Linked DNA regions of Mus musculus: regions 2 and 3 are each linked to region 1. The links are chromatin contacts, called in public promoter capture Hi-C maps. All regions are on one chromosome and are shown on one strand. Each heading gives the region's core, a stretch centred on a gene start, on an enhancer-like site or on the middle of the called end of the contact. The rest is flanking DNA. Distances are from core to core; before and after follow the strand shown. Region 1 holds the start of Nek5 (NIMA (never in mitosis gene a)-related expressed kinase 5). Region 2 overlaps Atp7b (ATPase, Cu++ transporting, beta polypeptide). Region 3 holds the start of Thsd1 (thrombospondin, type I, domain 1).

Region 1 (3,905 bases), core at 1,156-3,655:
AGTAACTCAGTACCTCTTAGGCTTCCCTACCATCACAGGTACTAAACTTCCATGTCCCAGTCAGTTCACTGTCACTAACTCAGGCCACACTGAAGCTGAGAGGTGTTAAGTCCTACCACTGTTGGTCAAAAGTATAATGTTACACCGAGTCATGGGTTTGGCAGCTTCATTCTTTCCAGATGGTTCCTGTGTCCTTTTGTGATGTTCTTGCCCTTTTACTAACAAGATGAAGTAGGATCAACCTATACCTTCTCTGTTCCAGCCCCAGGATCAACCATTTTCCCCCCAAGAGGTCATGGTTCCTCTCACTGGGTTAAAAGCCAGTGTCTGGGTGTTGAGTGTGCTTGCCGAGTGTGCTGGTTGCTCGAGGGATATCTGCGCTGTCTACATATCCGTGTTCTGTGCATCCCCATGTGTATGTATTGAGTCAAGCACTGCCTCATACAGAAGTCACGGAGTAATTCAGGTGTCTCTTCTTGCTCTTTTTCTATGTCTGCTTTCCCTGATGGTGAGGAACATGGCTTGCGACCACCTGCTTGGTTGTTCAGACCAGTACACGTCCAGAGCAGTGTCCAAATCGTTCACCCTCAATGCTCTGAGGAACAAGTTAGCATCCAGAGTGCAGAGCTTGTGCGTGGCCTCTGTTGCTGTCATCACCCTTCCTAGGTCAGTCCCTTAAACATTGTCTCCACGCTCTCCCGATGATGTTACATGCTCAAGAAAGCATCCATCTCCATTAGTATTTCCAAGACACTCAACTTCCATAGACGTCACCCTCCGCGCCTCTGTCCGCTCTAATCGCCAGATACAGACATCACAGCCCATCAGACAAAGCAAACTTGAGATCACTTGTGTATCTTCCCGCTGAGAGTAAGTCAGATTGCGAATCCTCTTGAAAATCAGATGATTTCTATTTTAAACCAAACTTCCTTGTGTTTGCTTCTTTGGGTGAGATCTGCCAGCCCTGGTAGCTTTTTAAAAAGAAAGGGGATTGGGTGTAACACACATCTTTAGTTTCAGCAGGAGGCAGAGGCAGGCATCTGGACCTCTCTGAGTTCCAGGCCAACCAGGGGTACATACTGAAACCCTGTCTACAGGGGGGGAAACAACAACAACAACAACAACAACAACAACACTTCATCTGTTCTAAGAAGTCCACTGTTGCCCATGTGGAACCCATTAGATTTTTAAGGAATTAATTTCCAAGATAATTTGATTTTAAAATTTTATTTCAATCAGTAGCATACTACTATAAAACAAAACAAATGCTGTAGTCAGGAAATACTAATTTCCAGTTATACGATTCTTTCGGAACATGGGAATCAGTAAGAATTTCAAACATTAAGAGGATTACATTTTTATAAAATTCTGTCCCAGGAAGTAGAATGTAGATAAAAGAGGGGGAAAAAAAAGGTGTGATGTCCGCTTTTAGAGAAGTGAGCTTTTTTGTGGAGGGGGCTGGATAACGGGGGGGGGGGGGTATGAAATGGTTACGGGTTTTAGATTCCACTGGATATAGCTATCTTGCTGTGTGAGTACCACCCCGAAAGTTATATATTCCCACAGGTAACCTATTGCAACGTGACTCTCAGGAAATGCTAGGTTGCAGATCACTGGGCAGCACCTGGGGTTTGTTAGTGGACCCAGGTTCTTTTCTGACATACACCTTTCAGCAGTAATTAAGACCTCGCATGAGAGCTAGAGAGATGGCTCAGCAATTAGTAGCACTGACTGCTCTTCCAGAGGTCCTGAGTTCAATTCCCAGCAACCACATGGTGTCTCACAACCATCTGTAATGAGATCTGATGCCCTCTTCTGGTGTGTCTGAAGACAGCAACAGTGTGCTCATTTATGTAAAATTAGTAATTCTTTAAGAAAAAAAAAAAAGACCTTGCATGAGAAACATGCTTCCTCCTGGGAGTATGTTACAGCTGTACACTGCTTAGCATGCTGGGGACCTTAGGAAAGTTGCCCCTAACTCCGTGCGCAAAAGGCCACCCAGAAAACAGGTCCGAGGCTTTAAAAAAAAAAATGCTGTTCATAGAATTCTGGAAAATGGCCACCCCAGCACACTCCCTGGAACCCGAAGGCTGCAACAAGAATCTGACATATCTTCCACCCCGCAGTTTTGGGAAAGTTTGCCCTTGGAGTGATTTCTCCCATTCCCTACTCTCCACTACAAAACCTTCTCAGACTTTGTCCCGCCTCCTCCTGCATCCTCAGACACCAAGCTACAGGTTGCCAACTCTCAGACCAATAAAAGTGTGCTTGTCCCACCTCTGACTTATTTATTATAGAGCGGAGGAGCGGGAAGACCCGGGGTACCTGGAAATGAGCCCTGGGGTTCTCCTCTGCTCCCGCCCAGCACTCCGCCCACTTCCCCCTCTCTCTCCCCCGGGCGAGGGTGGCCCTGCCCCTGCGTCTGGGAGGCTTAGCGGCTGGAGCACCGATTCTTCCATGCTCACTGCTTAACGCCCGCCGAGCAGGTAAGCTGAGCCCAATGTGTTCATTTTTCCGGAGCTGTCGCGGGCCCCTCGAAGCTGAGGGGAGAGAAATGGGAATCTAGGCAGGAGTAAACAGGGCGGCAACTAGGAAGCCCCGCTCACTGGGCTGCGTCGGTTTCCATGACAACGCACAAGCTACAAAAGTTCTGAACTCTGGTCTCCCGCCCACATGCTGGCTGTTGCCCTACGCTGACAACTTAGAAGTCCCCGTCTTGAAATTATAGGAAAACAACCTATAGTTGACCACCCAAGGCTTTAGAAGTCTGCATTGTGCCTGAGGCAGGAGGGTGACAAACTCAAGGCCTACGTGAACAGCTTAGACCTGTTTCAATAATGGTTTCCCAAAAGAATAAGCTCAATAGTAGGATGCCTACCCTGCATGTATGCAGTCCTGGGTTCGCTTCCCAGTACAGCAAAAAAAAAAAAAAAAAAAAAAAAAAAAAAAAAAAACCTTTATGCCCTGACTGTGGCATAAAAGGGAAACAGGAAAGCAACCTACAATGGAGTGCGTAGTCCACCTGTAAACTCCTGGAGCCCGTTGCCAGGACAGTCACCTGACTGCGGTTGCTAGAACTCTGGATCTCCCACTGACTGCAGCCCTACAGCCAGCCAGTAGATGGGGTATTTTTCCAAATTGGAGCGCAATTCATTGGAGAATGCCCAGACCCAACCAAGCCTCGGTTTCTATTCCTAGGAAGTACTAGTTAATCCCTCTTAGATAGATGTGATAGTTTGGTTCTAGAGGTAGATAATTACGAATTAGGTTTTTCTTTACATAAGGTTTGCAGAGACGTTTTGGTGATTCCTTGTTGTGTGTGACCAACAACTTTTGGATGGCATAGGTAGTACCTAAGGCCCCAAGTACATCTTAAATACCACAACGTAGAACCCCAGACACCAACAGAGTTCCCTGGCTTCCCTGTAGAAGGCAGCACGTCCCCACTGAGACCCGAACTGTGCGTGCCTCGCCCTTAGACTTACCGCTTTTTAGACAACCACCCACCCCGGACAAGCGACATGTCTTTCTTTCAAACACAAATAATTTTCCATTTCAGACGCTAGAGAAGAAAGGCTTTGTGAGGTGGTGAATTGTCTAAGATCCCAGCGTGACCTTGGAATCCACCAAACTAAACCCCTTTCCGCAGCGTTACTTGTGGCCAGAAGGAAGTTCCTTAGGTGTGTCTGAAACGCTGGGTGGAAAGTTTTAACAAACAGCTCCTTTGCTTTTCATCCCTCTTCTGCCGGCTAGTTGTCTTGTGCAGTCAAGGTTTTATTCTTCATTTTAGGAAGTTCTGACGCCTGGAGCCATGGATAACTTTCACCTGATTAAGATCATTGGGGAAGGCACCTTTGGGAAGGTGTACTTGGCTAAAGATAAATCAGAAAGCAGTCACTGTGTCA
Region 2 (3,818 bases), core at 232-2,731, 89 kb after region 1:
TCCTGCCTGTTGAATCTGATGTCCAGAGAATTCTGAGGTGAGGCTGGACCAAGTAGCGCATCTGTCGCTTTCCCAGAGTGGCTGTTGCTCTGGGCTACAACAATGACACCTGCTTCAAACAACAGAGAACAAATGGGAGCTTCTGTCAGAAGCCAGCAGGCGTTCCTTCTCAACTGATGGAGGATCTGCAGGAAAAAGTCCCCAGATGTTCTGAAGGATGGTGCCCTGAGGCGCAATGGGATGAAGCAGAGGCGCCTACAGGCCTTTCCCCAGCACTTTCAACCCCAGCCTGCTAACTCGAGGATTCTTTTTCAGAGCTTGCAGTGTAAGCTGTGTTGATTTTTAATATAAACCCGAGCAGGAGAGTTCCTTTTTACTCTCTCTGCAAACACAGTGCTAAAGAATGGAGCTGAGAACATGCACACACCACTTGTCCACACCGAAAGCGATCCAAACACCCCATGTGACTGTTGACAGATTGTTCTCGCTGCGGTGTGGCTCTGTGGTAGAGTGTTCACACAGGAGGGCCAAGGTTCACTCAGTTCTGCAACAGAGAGGCAAAGGAGACTCTTGATGGTTGTTTCGTAACTGTCCTTTGAAAAGCTTTGTCTCGTAAGTGCCTGTTGCAGAAAGCCTGCCTGTCTAGAACAGGCTGAGCACTGAGTATTGTCTGCCACTGATCAATTTCCTCTAACACTTCCACAAATCCTTTGCCAGGAATATGTAGAATCAGCTGGACAGAGATCGAGAGCTCTGGCGCCGAGGCCTGACTTTGGGATATCACAGGCAGAGCTAGAACCAGCTCATGGAGGGTGGGTAGTAGAGGAAAAAAAAATCTATAGAATTTTCTTCTAGAACATTAGATGGTTGAAGGGCTGTGTCTTGCCACAAGGAGGCAGTTTTCTATTTTCTGTGATGCTAGATGCAAGCAAATGCTCTTCAGTCGATTCTTAGTTTTTCTTCTACCCTTGATTTCTTTTCCTTTGAATCGGTGTTAATCATTGCCGACCCCCGGTCAAGCCATCATCCCAGGCCTCTGTTGCCTTCATACCGTTTTAACTTTTAAATCAATTAGTGTTCAGAATGGTAACTCATATGCAATTGTGTAGTAAAAATGACTTCTTTATTCCTGGGCAGTCTGGTCCCTCAGCTGCCCATCCTCTTCACACCACATTGGTTCCTTAGGCTTTTCCCTAAGGATAACCCGCCTGCCTAACGGTCTCTTGCCTCGCGTGGTTTTATTCAAGCCCTGTGTTTATTCCCTCCCAGCCCAACTGTTGGGCATTGTTACTGACACCGACCGCCAGGGATTTAACAGTGCTTACACGCTGAGACTTGTTCTCAGGGAATGATTGCCACCGTGACACCGGAATCCGCTACCTAACCATAAGGAAAAGCTATGTGGCAAACTGGACCAGTCTGCCAACTCCAGCTGACCTTCCAGCTGGCAGCGAGGCCCAGGTTAGCAGGCATGTGAAGAGTGAGCTGTTATTCTCCAGCCCCAGTGAGGTTCAGGTCACCACACATGATGGCAGGGATGGGCTGTTCCCACTGACTCTCATCCAGGGTGAGAAACTGAGCTGTCAGTACAAGCCATTAAGTTGTGTAGCAATAGAACACCTAAACAGGAGACACTACGTATCCTGTACCTTGTTCTTTGCACCGAACAATATATTTCAGTCTACTTCAGTATGTGCAGTGCTGCCTAATTCATGCTCAGAGCTGTGTAGTATTCCACTTTGTGGCTATGTAATAACTAGCCTACCAGACTCTTATTGTTTCTGCTTTTGTAAAATCAATGTCATCGTTACTCTAGAAACTTCATTTCACACTGCACATTTCTTGGATGAATTCTCAGGAGCTGAGTTGCTGAGTCAAACCTTTGTGAATTTGTTATTTTAATAGGTACTGCTAGATTGTCCTCCAGAGAGCTTCCATTCCCTTGAAGGAGATCAGAGAAGGACCTATTCTTTTCTTTCATTTATACTTTATGTGCGTGGGTGTTTTGACTGCCTGTATATCTTGTGCAGCCATGTACATGGCACACAGTACCTACATATTTCAGTAGAGGGCACTGGGTCCTCAGGAACTGGAGTTGGGATGGTTGTGAACTGCCAGCCTTGTGGATACTGAGAATCGAACCCTGGTCTCCTGAAAGAGCAGCCAGTGCTCTCAACTGTCGAACCATCTCTCCAGCCCCTCATGCTTTTCCTTTGAGGTCAGGTCACGTTGTGTTGTCCAGGCTGGAATGGAACTTGTGACCCTCCCACTTGAGTTTCCCAGTCCCTGCCATGACAGGTTAACACCACTGCTATTGGCCTAGCATCTCCTTTTTGATAATTTATGTTTCCTTTTTCTGGGACAAACCACCTTCTTTTTCCTGTTGAATTGTCGGCATTTGTCTTCTTCGAGGGAACATTACGGATCACTGACCCAGGTTTTGGTATGTGCTGTGTGAAGCAGGGTATTTATTTATTTATTTATTTATTTACATAGCGATTGATTGATTACTTTTTATTTTACCCTTTTCTCCTCAGCACACCTCCACAGCTTTGCTCACAGGCACGCACTCCACTTGCACTTTCTGCTTCTGGGCCCTGGGAGTGAGTCTTTGCAGCCACGTACCCAAAGGTGATGGAGTGCTGATAACAATTACAGAAAAATCAGACTTTTAAGACCTATGGAGTTAAGACGCTGCCTGTTCCGTCCGGGATTTGCAACTCAGCAGAAGTTTAAGATGGAAGGGCTGCTGATTTCTTTGGGGTTCAGTAACAGTGAGGGCAGGTGGGGCGGGGCTGGGGGAGGGTTCTCACTGTTCTACAGGGAGACAGGAAATTGCACCATGCTCTCCTCCCCTCCAGAAAGCATCCACACTCTCCACATCCATTGGATACTGTTAGGGTGACAACGGATAGGTTCAAGATGACAGGATGTCAGAGCAGAAGGGAGCCTTCACAACCCTAATCAGTGTGTGTGTGTGTGTGTGTGTGTGTGTGTGTGTGTGTGTATCAGAATAATGTCTTTATAGGAGTTGCTTCTCTTCTTCCACCAAGTGAGTCTTGGGGACTCGGCTCCTCTTTACCTTTACCTGCTGAGCTATCTTGCCGACTTGAGCCCAGTAATTTCACAAATGTTGTCTTCAGTTTTCTTATTTTGTATTCATGCTTTTACACCTTGAGATGGCTTGGCTCTCCATTTTCTCCATTCAGGGTGGGGTGATATAGACAATACTGAGTGGTGGGCTACCTTGTCTGTCCTCAGTGGGAGAGGATGCACCTAGTCCTGCAGTGACTTGATGTGCCAGGTGGGGGGATACCCTGGGGAGCCTCCCCCTTCTCAGCGGAGAAATGGAGGAGGAATGGGTGGGGGAGCTGTATGATGCGGGGGTGGTGGTGATGATATTATAATATAAAGTGAATGAATTAGTGAAAAAAAAGAGAAAATCTTTAGTGGATTTTTAAAATTATTTTTTGAAATTAAAGTATATCATTTTCCCCTTCTCATTCTCTCCTCCAGCTGCTCTTACACTCTAATTGTGCTCTCATTCTCTGTCTCTGTCTCTGTCTCTGTCTCTGTCTCTCTCTCTCTCTCTCTCAAATTTGTGGCCTCTTTGTTATTATTACATACGTATATACATAAATGTATAAATATAACCTGCTCAACTCATTTAGTATTGCTTGTGTGTATATGATCTCAAGGCTGACCAATTGGTATATTGGATAAGTATTTAGGGGCCTTATTCCTAGGGAAGGCTTTCTCCCATTCTCAGCATTTCTTAGTTGCCTGTCCTTCCTCCCTCCCTCCCTCCCTCCCTCCCT
Region 3 (4,368 bases), core at 708-3,207, 100 kb before region 1:
TAGGTGGGCAAGGGAAGACCTTACTGGCCTGAGGTTCATGGTGAATTGTAGGAAGGGATACTGTACCTGGATAGAAATACTAGAGTACTACAGAATAAGCCTTGGGTCGCTTAAAGGTAGTTTCTTTGTACTAGAATCTAGTAATCCAACTGCTCTATTAAGCATAACCAAAAAATATGCTTTCTTAATGCTTACTGTCCCTTGTTATTCATAGATAACAGTTTCTTTGTGGCCTCATGTGGGCCACGAAAGCTCTCTACCACTGAAGCGCATCTCTACCCGTGTATAACTTTGCAAACACAGACTCCATACCTTCTGATAGAAGACAGAATTAACAGAGTTAAGCAGGCAGATTGAAACAAGCCACCACTCAGTGGGAAGGAAGCTGGTGTGTCTCTATTAGCTTTTGTTCAGTAAGAGCTAGGAGAACAAAGGAAACTCTGCACTTCCTGAAAACGAAGGGGTGGGGGTTGCAGCTTAACTATGCAGATGATTGGCCTCCCTTCCTTTCCTCAGCGCATCAAAAAAGGAAATTCTGTTTTAGTGGAAGTCGCCTTGGATTTGATCTAATCATTACCTTGAATTTGGATGGGGAACACGACTTTAAGACTTCAGATGAAAGACTCAGAGGAAGCATCCCATGGTGGCCCCAGCATCTGTAGCTCCCCCCAAAATCTGAGGCAGGAGGATGGCTTAAGCCTAGGAGTCTGAGACCAGCCTAGACAACATAATAGGACACCACCTAGCAGCGGCCTCCGGAAAGGTGAACTCAGCTTTCTTGGATGGCTTGCTTCTCGGAGATAATATTCTTCTTAAAACTCTTTCTCATCACTGATTCTGTGATTGCATTTTCTTGCTTATGAAGATGGGTGGTTAAATACAGACCTGTGTGATGATCTGTACTTAGAGCTGGACAGAGATGGAATTATAGAACGCAGTCTACCTGAGCATTAGGGCATGCACTATGATGATGATTATAATAAGCCTCTAAAATGGGAGGGGGCACTACTGATTATTACCTTTTTTCACCACGTCCCCAATTCCCTGAGTAGTTGCTGAGTAAAATGTTTGGTGCTGAGAATCATTTTAAGAAAGTAGGAAAGTGGGAACATTTTCAAGATGTTTGAAATGCTTTGTATAGGGCTTGGGTGGTAGAGGACTTGCCTAGCATGTGAGAGACCCTGGGTTTGAACCTTTGGAGCTAAGAAAAACAGTAAAAGTCCCAGCCGAGAAAGTGGAGAAAAGTGTGTGTGGATATTCTCAATGGCTAACAGAATCACCCCCTCCCCCCCTTAAAGCCAAGCTTTTCAGAAAGCAGCTAAATGATTCATAGCCGACAACAAAGGAAAATTAATTTATATCCACAGGACATCGTTAAAGAATAAAAGGAGGAAAATAAAAGAATAGAAGGAGAAACAAAGTAATTTCACAAGCAAGGCTTCTGTGTATAGATCCAGGAATAATGTCTGTTAGGAGGCAATCTGGATCCCAGAGCTGCGCTTCTGAACAAGCTTTCTCTATCCCAACCATGGGGTGAGCTGTGCGTCCCCCGTGAAGCCCTGCTCTCCTACCAACTCACTTTCCAGAGGTGCTTCAAGTTCCCGGGTGCAAACCCAGTCCAGTGGTAGTCAGCATAAAACTTGTTACTGAGGTCATTGCTTATTGTTAGTATCCCAGAAAGAGACTTTTGGAAAGCCACAAACGTATGTCGCAACGTTGAGTTTCCAAAGGTTCCAATCTGAACTCCTGCCTTTGAGAGTCCCGTCATTCGGCCACGCCTGCGCCAGGTGCCCGCCCTGGTGGTGGGCCACCTGAGCTTCGGATCCTTACCTCGGGTCGGGTCTGTCTGGCACGGCGGAAGTGAGAGGGGAGCCTCAGCGGCCACAGGGTGACTGACCGAGCATCTCCCGTCCCGCAGCTGCACGCCCGCCCGGGTCCAGAGCTCCGGCACGCTCCCAGGCTGCCGGGACCACGCCCCGAGGCGGGCTCTCAGAGGGCGGGGGTCAAGCGCAAGAGGTCCGCCCCGCTCCCACTCCTGGGCAGCGCATCTTCCTTTCCTGCCCGCCCCTAGCTTGCCCTGTGGAGAGGAAACCTGCAGGAAACTCTGGGTCCAGAGGCCCTGCTAGGAGGTGTGGTCGCTGCTAGTGCAGCACGTATTTACACCCACAGTCCACTTCCCGCTGCAAAGACCCAGTGCTTTAAGAGAGAGCCAGCAGCCTTGCACTTAAACCATTCACTTCTCCCCCATGTCATTTTCTTTTGGAGGGTGATCACAAGAAGAGCCAAAAAGTGGTATGGGTAATTTCTAAACTTGCTCCCCCAAATGTCACTGGAGTTTGAAAGGAATATACTTCAGATAAAGCGCATTTTCCTTTCTCTTCCTCTGGAGCAAAACTTGGTTAATTAAACATTTTAAAAATAAACATTTAAAAAAGTCTATTCTACAAGTATTTTCTTTCTGAAAGAACCGGAGGCTACGTTTCACGTGGTTTAACAGCTGCACTTGCCATCCAGCGCTGTGCAGTGAGCTTTCTTTTGCGTGTAACAACCACTTAACAGACAAATTTAGTAATAGAAATCAGCATAGCCTCTAGATGGCCAGCACCCAGCAAGAGGTACCAGGAAACTCTCGAGGAGTGAAGCATGTTAGGACCGAGTTGTGTGGATTTACTGTGCATGTGTCAGACCCATGAGACTGGATGTGGGGCATGTGCCTGTAATCTCAGGAACTGGGGAAACAGGATTTCACATACCTGGTCAGCCTGGACTGTACAAACGAGAGCCTGTTCCTGGAGGCAGACTGTGGGCGAGGCACTACATACAGAGCAGCAGCGGAGCTCTTGCTTAGCAAGTTGGTGAGGGGGAGCCAATGGTTGGCTTGTAAATTTCGCCTCAAGTTTGGAGATTATGCCAGTTGCAGAAAGTTGATCTTAAAAGACAGCGCAGTCACTTAGATGCCATCAAAGGTCAAGTTTTTCTAGGGAGTAATCAACCAAGTGACCAAGGAAGTTCTCACTGCCGTCAATACGATCTGCTCTGTCATTCATCAGCTCAAGGTAGGATCCCTTTCAAATTCGTGCCTGCCATATGAACATCAGATAGTTCCTGGGACTATTGGTTTTGAAAACAAAAAACAAAATGCAATTTAAAAAAATCTCAATGGAAGCGCCTGTGTAGAGTTCAGCGGGTAAAGTCTTATGGTCGCACTTGGTGATTCCAGGTAGCCCTGAGTTGCCCAATCCCAGCTTTCCTCTGCAATAAAAGGAATATAGCAGTTAAAGTTTTGTGGGGAGTCAGTGAAACACAAAAGGCACCTTGCTCTGTATTAACCTTCCCAAGGACACTCTCACCAAAAAAAGGTCACTTTTTGGTTGTGAGACTTAAATCTTACATGCATTTTAAAAATAGCAGCCTTGTCTCCTGAGAGGCTCTGCAGTGCCTGACAAATACAGAGGTGGATGCTCACAACCATCCATTGGACGGAGCACGGGGTCCCCAATGAAGGAGCTAGAGAAAGTACCCAAGGAGCGGAAGGGGTCTGCAACCCTATAGGAAGAACAATATGAACTAACCAGTACCCTCCAGAGTTCTCTGGGACTAAACCACCAACCAAAGAAAACACATGGTTGGGACTCATGGCTCTAGCCGCATATGTAGCAGAGGATGGTCTAGTCGGTTATCAATGGGAGGAGAGGCCTTTGGTCCTGTGAAGGTTCTATACCCCAGTGTAGGGGAATGCCAGGGCCAGGAAGCGGGATTGGGTGGGTTGGTGAGCAGGGAGAGGGGGAAAGGGGTGGGGGTTTTCAGAGGGGAAACCAGGAAAGGGGATAACATTTGAAATGTTAAAAAAACAAAATGTAATAAAAAATCCTTTAAAAAATGTATCAGCCTTATTGAAATGTCTCATCATTTTAAATTATAGTTCATGAGAAACTGACTATCCTGGCTAGTTTTATGTCATCTTAACACAAGCTAGAGTCATCTGAAACCTCAATTAAAAAAAAATGCTTCCATAAAAATCACACTATAGGCAAGCCTATATAGCTCATTTCCTTAATTAGTGATTGATGGGCCCATTGTGGGTGGGGCTATCCCTAGGCTGATGGGTCTGGGTACTATGAAACAGCAGACTGAGCAAGCCAGTAAGCAGCACCCTCCGTGGCTTTGCATCAGCTCCTGCCTCCAGATTCCTGCTATGATTTACCTCAGTGATGGACTGTACTGAAATAAGCCCTTTTCTTCCCACACTGCTTTTGGTCATGGCAATAGAAACACCAACAAAGACCCTGTATTACTGTCTTTATGAGACAAACATGATATAAATCTTTTCTGAAATAAAGGTAACATCAGAGGAAGGACAGTGGTAGG

The links. Promoter capture Hi-C pulls out the DNA fragments that hold promoters and counts their contacts. Capture Hi-C pulls out chosen DNA fragments and counts their contacts.
Region 2: a promoter capture Hi-C map of liver shows a contact between it and region 1, with 2.2 times the contacts expected there. The contact joins the enhancer-like site here to the promoter of Nek5 in region 1. A contact is called at or near these places in 6 of 39 promoter capture datasets (the 3T3-L1 cell line, embryonic stem cells, liver and 2 more), 2 of 115 datasets of contacts at active chromatin or transcription factors (both in embryonic stem cells) and 3 of 9 other capture datasets (adipose tissue, liver and pancreatic islet).
Region 3: a promoter capture Hi-C map of adipose tissue shows a contact between it and region 1. The contact joins the promoter of Thsd1 here to the promoter of Nek5 in region 1. A contact is called at or near these places in 1 of 484 Hi-C or Micro-C datasets (nephron progenitors) and 3 of 9 other capture datasets (adipose tissue, liver and pancreatic islet).

What each region holds. Positions count from the first base shown.
Region 1 is chr8:22,123,567-22,127,471 of GRCm38.p6, reverse strand. It overlaps Nek5 (NIMA (never in mitosis gene a)-related expressed kinase 5), which reads left to right and starts at 2,405. Exons shown (of 19, transcript NM_001347318.2): 1 at 2,405-2,486; 2 at 3,791-3,905. The coding sequence starts at 3,812.
Region 2 is chr8:22,033,939-22,037,756 of GRCm38.p6, reverse strand. The region is part of intron 1 of Atp7b (ATPase, Cu++ transporting, beta polypeptide); the gene reads left to right. Among named protein-coding and RNA genes, the nearest start is that of Atp7b, 24 kb to the left of the region's middle. Within about 2 kb of position 1,481, at least 3 of the 459 cell types and tissues checked have an H3K27ac peak or open chromatin away from gene starts, as enhancers often do. A contact at or near this core is called in liver, where this site is marked.
Region 3 is chr8:22,224,892-22,229,259 of GRCm38.p6, reverse strand. Thsd1 (thrombospondin, type I, domain 1) reads right to left here and starts at 1,957. Exons shown (of 5, transcript NM_019576.2): 1 at 1,831-1,957.